Regions from separate parts of the Rattus norvegicus genome. Here region 1 is linked to region 2. Evidence: chromatin contacts called from public Hi-C data. All regions are on one chromosome and are shown on one strand. The core of a region is the stretch at or near the end of the contact, and the rest is flanking DNA. Distances in the headings are between cores, read along the strand shown.

Region 1 (6,117 bases), core at 3,337-5,836, 1.1 Mb after region 2:
TCTGGTGCCCTCTTCTGGCCTTCAGGCATATATGCAGGCAGAACACTGGATACATAATAAATAAATCTTTAAAAAAGAGAGAGAGAATGGTAAATGAGCAATTAGAAGGCATCAGCTATGTTAGCCACTAACAGGAAAGTCTCCCTTTCCTTTATGGTCAAGAATTGCTGTATCTCTACTGAGGAAAGCGCCCTGGATATGATTTTCTGCCACTGAAAATTATTGTGGAGTGCAGCCACCTTATCATCTTAATCAAATTACCGGGGTAACTTGCTGTAGCTTCTATGTAAGTACTTGCTATTTTGCCTTTCACCATTAAATCAAATGACTAGCTAGCCTCTTTCCTTAAACCTCCATAACTGATCTCTGCTAACTTCAATCTCTTCTTTCCCTTTCAGAACTCACAGAATTGAAGATTTAGGTAATTTTGTGATTACCCTCCGAGATGAAGTATTGTGCAGATATGAAATTCTTTATAGACCCTTCCACTTTATCAATAATAAATAAACCTATCTCAATTCTATTTGTATGTTTACTGGAATAACAATTTCCTTCAACAAATTTTAATTTGGATTTACAACTTGCCTAGCTGGACCATAGCCCCACTTTGGGTCAATCTCCGTTTTTTAGTAAACTTTCCTTACTAAGCTTAGTCACTCCATGTAAGCCTTAATGCTATTCTCTATTGACTTGAACATTTAAGCATTCATTGCTTATTTAATTTCAATATTGTGTTAAAGAATATATGATTTGTGGGGCAATAACACACATTTATGGATTAAAACTAAACATTTATTAAAAATCATTAAAAACAAAGTCATTCCGGATTACCATGGCAGAAAATAATGTAAAAATTTATGAAAATCAATATGACAGAGATGTGCCTCAGCAGGTAAGACTGTATACCACACAAGCCTGGCCGTGAGTTCAATCCCTAGGATCCATGTGAAAATGAAAGGAGAGATCAGACCAGAGGCACACTCCCATGTGTGTTCCTCCCCAGGAAGACAATAAACAGTGTCAGACATATAAAGTGAAAACAAACTGCAGGGGGAAATCATTCCGAGAGCTGTTCAAGTTAGGGCTACCACAAATATTCCATCTGTAAAACAAAACAAAAAACAAAACCCTGATCACCTTACAAAGTACAATAAATCAAGAATAACATAATGAATGTTTATCTGGTAGTACGGTGTTTCTCATGAGTGAAACTTGCTTGAGTATTTTTCTGTCCTTTTACACTGTAACTATTCCTTTATATTTTTTTAAACCTTATTTTTAGACAGGGTTGCTTTATTATGTAGCTCTCGTTGGCCTGGAACTCTTTACGTAAACCAAGCTGGCTGTGAACTCCCAGGGATCTGCCTGCTTCTGCCACACCCAGTCAAGAATGATACTAAGTGATCTTTATGACATGAAATCCATTCATTTTTTAAAGAAACATTTATTTATTTATTTTTCTTGGATATTTTATGTATTTCCATTTCAAATGTTATCCCCTTTCCCCCCCTCCCATTCCTCCACCCCTGCTTCTATGAGGATGCTCCCACTCCCACCTACCCACTCCTACCTCACTGCCCTGGCATTATCCTACACTGGGGAAATGAGTCTTCACAGGGCCAAGGGTTTTTCCTTCTATTGATGCTGGACAATATGAGGCTGGAGTCATGGATCTGTCCATGTGTACTCATTGGTTGTTAGTCCCTGGGAGCTCTGGTGGGGTTCGGTTGGTTGATATTATTGTTTTCCAATGGGGCTACAAATGTGTCTAGCTGGGCCAGCTCTGGCTGTAGATGTCAGGTGCTAATAATACTAGAAGATACCAAATGGCTGCAGTCCTTGGACCAAGAAACACTACTAAAACCAAAAGCTGCAGATAAGTCATGGATGAATCACAAATCTTTCTAGCCTTGATAAAATAGTACAAAACCATTTTTGCATGGATAAAGGAATACACAGCTAAAATATGGAAATGCTTACAGAAGGATATCAAACAGTCTGGATTTTATGTTTATGATAGCTGTAATACTGTCATCTAACTTTCCTAAAATTATATGTATTCATTTTACCTTTTTGAAAACAAGGGGGTCTTTCTATATATCCCAGACTGGTGTCAAGTTCATAACTTTCCTGCTTTACTTATCTAAGTACCTGGAATTATAGGCACACATCATCACATCCTGCATATTCTTGAATTACTGTTCTTAAATACTCAACTTCCCAAGTCATATAAATATTAAGCTAGATCTATCCATGTTTTGACATCTGATTTAATCAGCATAATTTATTTTTACTACTTTGTTTTCTGAAATAGGGTCTCTCGTGGCCCAGACTGGCCTAGAACTCACTATATAGCCAATCAAACCCAGGGCTTCACCACTGATAAGCAAACACTCTACCAACACGAGTTGCATCCTCAAACCCATCTCCCATCATAATTTATACTTAAAGGGGCTGCCCATTCCCATTGGACAAATCATATAATGGTGTACTAAATACAGCCTCTCAAAAGGTCTCAGTAAAATTGTACAGGAATTTTAATCCAGCAACACGACTTCTCTGATCACATTCAAAGACGTTTTAGATCTGTGTGATCTAGCTAGAATATAGTCATGCCCTTTAATCCCAAATATTTACATCTAATTGATGGATAAAGTGACCAATCAGAGAAAGATTTGACAAAATGAGTCAGAGATAGGATATGCTCACTCTCATGGAAGCTATTTAAGAGCAGCACAGGGAGTCAGTCAGTCAGTTGAGTGAGTGAGGAGTTCAGTCAACTGGGAATCAGTGCAGGGTAGTGGAGTTGAGTTTATTCGTGAGTTCGGCACAAGTCAGCAGAGGCAGTTGAGCCCAGAGAATAAGGAGCCAGAAGATTAGGACAAATTGCCAGCATTAGTTTGAGGCCAAGCAGAACAATTCACTAAGAAGCTGAGGGAAGCCAGATTGAATTAGTCAGCTTGGAGAATTTGAGCCAGAGCAGCTAAGTTGAACTAGCTAGCCAGAGTTCAGAAAGAACAAGAAAGGGTGAGCTTATTCAACAGTAAGTCTCAGAGATGACAATCACATCAGGTAAATAAAAGTTACTTTTACAAAAATTGAATCCCAGTCACCCAAACAGTGCTATGGTTTGAATTCAGATGTCCCCCACAGGCTCATGTGTTTGCACACCAGGTCCTCAAATGGTAGCACTATTTTGATGGACTGTGGAACCTTAGATTTTGGATTTAGGCCACTAAGTACAGACCACTAAGGGTTACAACCTGGCCCTACTTGCTTTGTGCTCTATGCTTCCTGATCTGTGACAATATCAACCAGCTGTGCTGTAGTTCCTACTTCCATGAACCATTCCATTCCAGCCACATGGCAGATGATATCCTCTGCACCATGAGACAAAATAACTTTCTCTTCCCATCTGTTATTCCTGTCAGGCATTTTTGTCACAGCTATAGAAAAAACCTAACACAATTGACCAATCCTAAAAATATACCTTATACATTGGCTTTTCTGTTTCATTGTTCCCAGTTCCACTGCCCTTCTTCCTTGGAAAACCTTCAGAGTAAATTACCTGGACAGAAGAACTCAGTGTTCAGTGATAACTCAGACTAAAATAATAATCTTTTTTTTTTCTCTCTACAACTGCTCGGCTGACATTAGAGCCACTAGTAATGTAACACTAGAAAAGACTCTCACTGTATCTCTCCAGTCAGTGTGGGGATAAGATTCATATTCTCATCCACGTCCACTGAATTCAGCTTTCACCCTATGTATAGATTCACAAAGTACTGCTTAGAGGCAAATCCAGCTACTAACTTCATTAGGCTCATGGGGACCCTGGATCATCAGTTGATCCCATTCAGGACGTCTGTGGCCCAAATTCATTTTGAGTTTGAAAAATGAAAAGGAAATTTAAGTAATTGCAAATGAATTGCCCCTCAGTTCTTGCATTAATCAGATGAGACTGATAAGAGATCAAGTCTAACTTTTAATAGCATTAGGCTATTATAGAAAGGATTTACTGGGTTCATGCAACTTAGACGGATGGGTAGAGCTATACTTGAACATGAAATAATTCAGAGCTCAAGCTGCTACAATCCATATCTCCATCCCATTTAAGATCCTACTCCCCCCGCCCTTTAAATTTTCTCAACCCATCTTTCAACTGTTTCATGTGTTGACCCCATTTTTCTCTGAGGCTAAGCATCCTCCAAGCAGTAAGAAAGATGTATCAGTTCAAAATTCATCACAGCCCTTGAAGTAACAAGATAGTGCTGCCACAGTGCGTCTGCTTCTTCAGGCAAACTGGCTTCTCGCGAGCGCTACCTTCCGGTGCCGCCCCTGAAACTGCACCAAGCCGTCATTCGTCTGCCGAGAAAACCAGCCTTGTCTGTGCCCAGGGCGGAGCTGACTGCGCGAGACACCCTAGACCGCTCCATTCTAGTGTGGTCCCAGAGCCCGGCCTATGAGTCATACGGCTGAGCCAGATTGCACCGGAGAATATCACCGCTGGCCACTCTAGCTGTGTGTGCCGGGCCGTCTCGTTGCTCCCAACCTGACGTCATCACTGTGAGCCGCAGTACGGTGGTGGGCACGCGCAACCAAGATGTCTCCGACGCCGGCGCTTTTCAGTTTGCCCGAGGCGCGGACGCGGTTTACGGTGAGCTTGGGGGCTGACGGCCGTGGTTCTGACCTGGTTCTATTCTTTTCCTTTCTCTCGCTGAAAATTTCCAAGAGACCGAAGGATTTTCACAGCTGGGTCTGCTCCTGGCCCTTTCCGGGACTGACATTAAGGGAAAGGCACACTGACTACTCGTCTGTGGGTCCTCTGCCCCTCCGCTGGCGAATCCCTGGTTCTTGCCGTTTTCTTGCGGGCGAGCATGGAAACTTCACCCATAGATTAGCTCAGTCAGCTTCAGCTCATCTAGCTGGGCGGAGCAGGTTTCTCGGGCAGGAGCCCTGAAGTCTGTTTCCGCCCCGCCTCCTACACTACCTGGTGGCTAATCTAGCAGTCAGTTAGTCAGTTTAGCCCCCCTTCGTCTTGCTCATTTCATCCAGAGATGGATAAGGAGCTCCTAACCGGGAAGAGGCAAACTGATCACCTTGGGAAGGGTTACCAACTCCGAAGAGTTACCAGCTGCTGTTTCGTTTTGCCTGTTTGGGAAAAGGTTGTTGAGCATTTAGGAAACACTTTATGATGGTTTATGTGTCAGAGTAACACTAAAAGTTTTTTTTTTTTTTTTTTTTTTTGTCTCTAGTGCGTGAGCTAGAAACTAAGACACCTCTAACCCCTCAAAAAACAAAATTAAGTTGACTGACTTTTCTCGTTTTTCTGACTTTAAGTCCACGGTCCTTTTTCTGTTGTCCATCACAGCAATATATGTATAAAGAACACTCTTATAAGCTATTGGGCCCATAATCTATACCATCTGTACTAAGATTACATGCACGTTTCGACTTAGATATGTAACTGTGTTTAGGTAATTGTACTGATGCCAGAAGGAAACTTATGTGAGAGAAAAGAGATTCTTCATAATCAGTAGTTGTTTTAACCATTTTCTGCTTTGCAAGGTGTTTGGTTTTGAAAGATTATGCCTTGCTTATGTCATTAGAGACGTTTTCTTCTGTTACAGTAGCCCTGAAAGGAACATCTCCCTCCGACCCTTTTTCTCAGTCCTGGGAGTAGAAGCAAAGAACTCCACTACTGAACTACAGCACTGTTTAATTAGGGATCATTTAGATTAGTAGTTCTCGGCTTTGCTGTGTGGTATTGCCATGTAGAGATCTTGTGAAATGAAGATACTTATTCATTAAGCCAGAGATTCTGGGTGTTTGGAGACAGGGTTTTCTGTGAGGCCTTAGCTGTCCTAGAACTAGAGGTCTCCCTGCCTCTGCCACCTGAGTGCTGGGATTAAAGGTGCGTACTAGATTGCCCTGCTTAGATTCTGCATTTTTTAATAAGTTCCCATGCAGTGCCACTGCCACTGATAATAGCAAGGATCTATCTGCAGCGCCACTCATTTTAACTGGTGAGGGTGGGGAATCAAAAAGAGAATGAACCCCAGGTTATTCAACTTACCTAGTGATGGAGCCAGTAATGGACACTTAACACACATCGAA
Region 2 (6,266 bases), core at 1,906-4,405:
TTACTGAAATAAACTGGAGAATATATATATATATATATACACACACATACATATATAACTTATACATATATACATAATTTATACGTACACACACACACACACACACATATATATAACATGAGCACTTATAAAGAGTGAAGTTATAGAAAACTGAGCAGGGGATAGGTAGGTCAGTGGTTGGGGCACTAGCAAGGATTCACGTTTGATTCCCAGCAACCATGCAGTGACTCTTCACAGCATAGATGTAACAGGAAATGTGGCTTGGGATTAAGATTTCGCCTGGGCTGGGAATCAAACTTATAATAATGTACAATGTATATAATAATGTAGATAATATATATGATAGTAATGTATATACTTAATGTAATGTATCGTGATATAATGTATATAATTTCTCACAAAACACTAATGAGCAGGTGGAGTTCCCAGCCACCGGGGAAATGAAATATATAATGTATATAATAATAATTTATATATTTAATGAAAATTGTGGTATGTATATAATTTCTCACAATATGCTGATGGGCAAGCAGAATTTCCAAACACTAGGGAAACGACACATGTAATGTATATAATAATGTATAACGATAATGTATACGATAATAATGTATATATTTAATATAAATCATGATATAATGTATATAATTCCTCACAGCACACTCATGGGCAGGCGGAGTTCCCACACACCAGGGAGAACATGACATACGAACCTGCAGGAGGAAGAACCCTCCTCCTAGGGCCGTGGCTGCCAGCTTTCCGACCTTCCGGAACACGAGCCCCGTGCACCTGTGAACGCAGAGCGAGGGGAGGAGAACCGGGCACAGTGTGAGTTGCCATGCGGCGGGAGAGGCCAGAAATGCATGCCAAGTCCTTGTGCACGGGGCCCTGAGGGAGCCCCGCGGACCTGAACGCACCATATGTGTCTCTCACCAGAGACGAGGGAGTGGCTTTGATTTCATTTCCGTATATCTGGGTAATTTCCGGACACTCGCACTTATGATATCCCGGGAATTGCACACACACCACTTACCATCCAGTGACACCCCCGACGGCCAGCTGCGTCGCCGCGCTGTACTTCTCAGCCGAGGGCCCAGACTCTGGCCCGAACAGCTTACGCCACCATGGTTGCCTCCGCGTGAATTCCGCGAGGTCCAGGGCCTCGCGCTTCCTGTCGGGGTCCCCTATGGAAAATGAAGACAAGTGGCTGTGAGGACTGCGACATAGCCCTGCCGGCTATGGCCCTGTTGGAATGGTGTTGGAGTGGGCATGGCTCTGTCATAGTGTGGCCCTGTTGCAGTGGGTGTGGCCAGCTGGAGTGGGTGTGGCCCTGCTGAAGTGGATGTAGCAGTAAAATGGGTTGATTTACAGCAAAAAAAACCAAAACCAAAACCAAAACCAAACCAAACCCCAAGAAATTGAAAGAGGGGCTGGAGGGGTTGCTCAGTGGTTAGAGCAGCGACCACTCTCTCCCAGGGGTCCCGAGTCAAATCCCAGCGACCGCACGGTGGCTGCTAGCCGTCGTCTGCCATGGGATCTGACGCCCTGCCGCGTGTGAAGACGGCGTTCATATAGGATAAATAAAGTAAAACGTACGTAACATTAAGCAGGTGATTTCTAAGTCGTCAGTGGGCAAAGGAAAAAATGATGAAAACTCCACTCCCGAGGGTAAGGAGATTAAAAAAGCCGAATAAACTTTATATTATTTGTTTTATTCTACTCTGAAGTCGCCGCGAAACAATTTTATGTCTAATTTTATTTTATTTTATTAATTTTATTTACTTTGTTTCACTTATTTTATTTAATTAATTTTACTTTTATTTTATTTTTAAAATTTATTTTATTTATTCTATTTTATATATTCTATTTATTTTATTTTATTTCTTTTACTTTAATTATTTTATTTCATGTCCGGGGTCGCTACAACACGGGAAACTACGTCAAAGGGCCCAGCACGAGGCGGGTTCCAACACCTGGGAATTAAATGCACGGAGGGGGCCAGGGACAGAGAACAGTGCTGAGGTCTCAATGGCTGCACAGCAATGGCTGCCAACACTGCGAATCACTTATTCTGCCTGTGGCTCTGTGTGCGTGGATATTACTCCTGCTATGACGGCCTCTCTGTGAATCCGTGATAGAAAACTTACGGGACGGGGTGTGGAATAATAATAACAATAATAATAATAGTAATAATAATCTACAAAGTCTACATTAATAACAATAATAATAAAAATCTAAAGAGCCTGCAGTCACAGATACTTATGGAATAATAATAATCTAAAAAGTATACAGTAATAATAACAACGATAATAATGTAAGAGGTCTACAGTCCCATATACTTATGGAATAATAGTAGTAGTAATAATAATAACAATAACGAAAAAAAGCTCTGGCCTCTAAATCTATTCAGTGTTATTTTTACCGGACTCTCTAGCGTAGCTCCCGTCCAGGCTAAAGAAGACGATAGATAATGTACACAGTATATATGTATATATCTCTCCCAATGCTTCCTGGAACGGGAATATGAGCTGCACCGAAACCAGGACGTACGCGAAAATTCGGTCTTCTACGTGATAAAAAAAAAAAAATCCATATATAGTATATAAAATTTGTCTTTAATAGATATTCACTGTTTTTTAATAGATATTCGTTTTTAATAGATATTCGTTGTTTTGTGTAAAACACACACACACACACACACACACACACACACACACACACACACACACTCACTCACTCACTCACTCCACACAGGGCTGCAGCCAAAAGGGAGGACGGGGGTCGCAGGAAGGAGGGACGGAAACGCCACCTCCGTCCCTAGTGGCGGAACCGAAGAACTCGAACTAAGCAGAAACCACATCGAACCCCAGCTGGAACGCACGACCTTGGCCGGATCCTGGAACCGCTGCTAAAAACCCCTGCACGCCGCCCTTTCCCCGCGCCGCAGGGACGAACCCAGCGGGCGCTCGGCCTCTCCTCAAAGACGAGTCCAGCCTGGCACTCGCGCGCATGCTCCGGCCTTTACCTTGACCGTTGGCGGCCATTTCCGGGGAGGGAGTACCAAGAGGACACGACTTCAGATCAAGAGCTCAGGAAAGGGCGTTCGTCACCCGCCGCCGGTTTCCGGCGTGTGCGGCTGCTATTTCCGGCGTGTGGGGCTGCTGTTTCCGGTCCCCTGTAAGTGGGAGCCAGCGACCTGGTTCCGTAAGGCGTCTTTCGTGTACTGGAGCCGCGCGTGGGGCTGCTGTTTCCGGTCCCCGGTGAGGTTCCGTGAGGCGTCTTTCGTGTACTGGAGCCTCTATAGCAGAGGAATGGCGGCTACGCGTGCGCAAAGTGTCCCCGCCTTTGAGATAATAGAGTCCGTGTCACCTTTGTCGATTTTATATATACGTATGGACGTAAACAGGGAACTTGCGTCATTTCCTGTGTTCGTTTCTACGCTGTTTAAGTACTGGAAAACACTTCTTACTCGACCACTTGATAATGTGCGCTTGTGTTATAATGGCTGTTTCCGGTCCCTATGGGCGTGTTCAAGCGTGTGTGTCCGGCTCGTGTGTGTGTGTTCATGCGTGTGTCCAGCACGTATGTGTGTGTGTGTGTGTGTTTTCATGCGTGTATGTCCGGCACGTGTATGTGTGTTTTCGTGCGTGTATGTCCAGCACGTGTATATGTGTGTATGGGTGTGTTTGTGTTCATGCACGTGTGTCCGGCACGTGTGTGTTTACATGCATGTATATTTTGTCACGCCAGCCATTACAGTCGCTCAATAACTCCCCAAATGGCACACACGTGACCTTGCGGCACTGTGAAGCCTCCTCAGTGCCTGTTTTGTGATTCACGTACGTCACAGGGTCAGCAACAGGGTCTCAACCATCAACTTATATAGAATTGCCAAAAAATCGGCAATTGCCTGTAACAATAATATAATAATTTAACGTTTGGGGCATATATAATAATAACACAATATAATGTTTCAGGGCGTATATAATAATAATATAATGTCTCGGGGCATATATAATAATACTATAATAATATAATGTTTCGGGGCAAAGCCAGTCTGCAACCTCCGAAAGTGGTGACGTCTTCCTGGCACTGGGCTGTACATTTATTTGTATTCAGTAGGGACGTTGTCTCCCTGTGGTAGCAGTGACAGTATTTAAATTCTTATGTATGCATATATTATCCTCTTTACGTATACGTGTATATTTCATATTTTATATTTAAATTCTCATGTATTATGTATATATACATGTATATTTTGTATTTTATATTTAAATTCCTATGTACGAATATATTATGTGTGTATACGTGTATATTTTATAAATTCTTATGTACGTACGTTTTATGTACGTATATGTGTACATTTCAATTCTTATATATGCATATATTCTTATGTATGTATACATGTTTATTTCATATCTTATATTTAAATTCTTATGTATGTATTCTTATGTACATGTGTATATTTCATATTTTATAAATTCCTATGTACGTATATAATCTTATGTATGTATGTGTATATTTCATATTTTATATTTAATTCTTATGTACATGTTTTATATGTATGTATATATTTATATTTAAATTCTTATGTATATATTATCTTCTGTACGTATACGTGTATATTTCATATTTTACATTTAAATTCTTATGTACGTATACATGTATATTTCATATTTAAGTTCTTATGTACGTATATGAGAATTCCTACCCCACTTCACTACCCCAGCTTCTCCCATCCCCTTCTCACCCCTGTCCCTCGAAGTCCGCGTCCCCTCGCTGGCCCCTCCCTCATTTCCCGGTCGCTATGGCCGCCCTCATTTAAAATGCACACGTAAAGACCCTGGAGTTAGCGTTCCTGTGTGTGTGAGAGAGAACCTGAGGGCTGGAGGGGTGGCCCAGTGGTTAGCATGCCGACTGCTCTTCCGGACGTCCCAAGTTCACTTCCTGGCAACAGCACAGTTATTGTGAGCTGAAAGGTGATGAATATGGATATACAAGAATCCCTATAGTGGAATGAATAAGTCCTTTTAGATGTATGCTCATGGGTGACACGGCAGGGTTGTTCGCAGTCCTCTGAGAGGTAGGACGTCTCAAGGTTTCCCTTGCTGCAATGCAGCACCACGGCCCCAAGCAGCAGGGTTTTATTTCAATGTATAGTTCCATAGGACAACAGATCACTGATAGGTCAGGGCGAGAACCGGGGTGAGCTGAAGCCCGGACCACGGAGGAGCACTGGTAAGCGACCTGACCGTTAAACATTTTATATATATATATATATATATATATATATATATATATATATGTATGTACATATGCCTGTTTTCTTATACAATTCAAGACATAATACACATAACATATACATGTTACACATATACTACATATTACATATGTACACATATAACTCATACATATCATATACGTTGCATGTGTATGTCATATATATTACACATGTACACATATAACACTGATGTTTCACATGTATATCATATACTATATTACATATGTACATATATGTAACTCATACCTACAAATTATGTGTTACACATATATACTATATATCACATATGTATAACTCATACATATGTTGTATATTATATGCTGCACATATACATATATCATGTTACATGTATATTATATATGATGCATATTACATGTATATCATACACATACATACACAGATACATATTACATATATGCATACCTACATATACATCACATTATATGTTATACATTTATACATACACACATATACATATTACTATATTATATACATAAATATTAAATATATATTGTACACATACATATATATACATATACATGTATATTATATAGATACATATACATATATACACATATCACATATGTATATATTTAAATACAACTCGAGACCACCTGTTCCGGGATAGCTCTGCTACCCCGGAACCCGGCTCTCCCCCTACCCCCCAACCCCATTCCACCCCACCCCACCCCACCCCACCCTCGACAAGGCCAGCGGATGTAAGGATTCGCTCAACGGATGTGAGGATTTGAACCCCGCAGGCCGTTGCCGGCACGGAACGGGTTAAGCCCCAGCTCCTTGCCCTTCCCGTCCCAGTTTTCCTGCGCCCCCCCGCCCCCCCGTAGCCGACAGGAAGCCGCGCCCCCGGCTCAGTTTCCGGTCCCTCTCTTCCCGGGGCCGAGAAGCGTCCCCAAAACCCTGCGCGACCCGCTCGGGAATTTTTAAAGTTATATCTGGGCCGGGGGTTCTGTGGGTGGCGCTCGCGCCT

Evidence for each region. Hi-C and Micro-C count contacts between places; a contact is called where the count stands out from the background.
Region 1: a Hi-C map of liver shows a contact between it and region 2, with 2.9 times the contacts expected there. The contact joins the promoter of Thoc1 here to the promoter of Fundc2 in region 2. A contact is called at or near these places in 3 of 12 Hi-C or Micro-C datasets (frontal cortex, liver and mammary epithelial cells) and 1 of 1 datasets of contacts at active chromatin or transcription factors (oligodendrocytes).

What each region holds. Positions count from the first base shown.
Region 1 is chr18:1,252,074-1,258,190 of GRCr8, forward strand. It overlaps Thoc1 (THO complex subunit 1), which reads left to right and starts at 4,587. Exons shown (of 21, transcript NM_001398637.1): 1 at 4,587-4,657. The coding sequence starts at 4,604. LOC134482897 (a long non-coding RNA gene) reads right to left here and starts at 3,606. Exons shown (of 2, transcript XR_010059607.1): 1 at 3,491-3,606; 2 at 771-1,102.
Region 2 is chr18:149,104-155,369 of GRCr8, forward strand. Fundc2 (FUN14 domain containing 2) reads right to left here and starts at 3,156. Exons shown (of 5, transcript NM_001135757.1): 1 at 3,023-3,156; 2 at 1,031-1,181; 3 at 711-786. The coding sequence starts at 3,041. F8 (coagulation factor VIII) reads left to right here and starts at 6,206. Exons shown (of 26, transcript NM_183331.2): 1 at 6,206-6,266.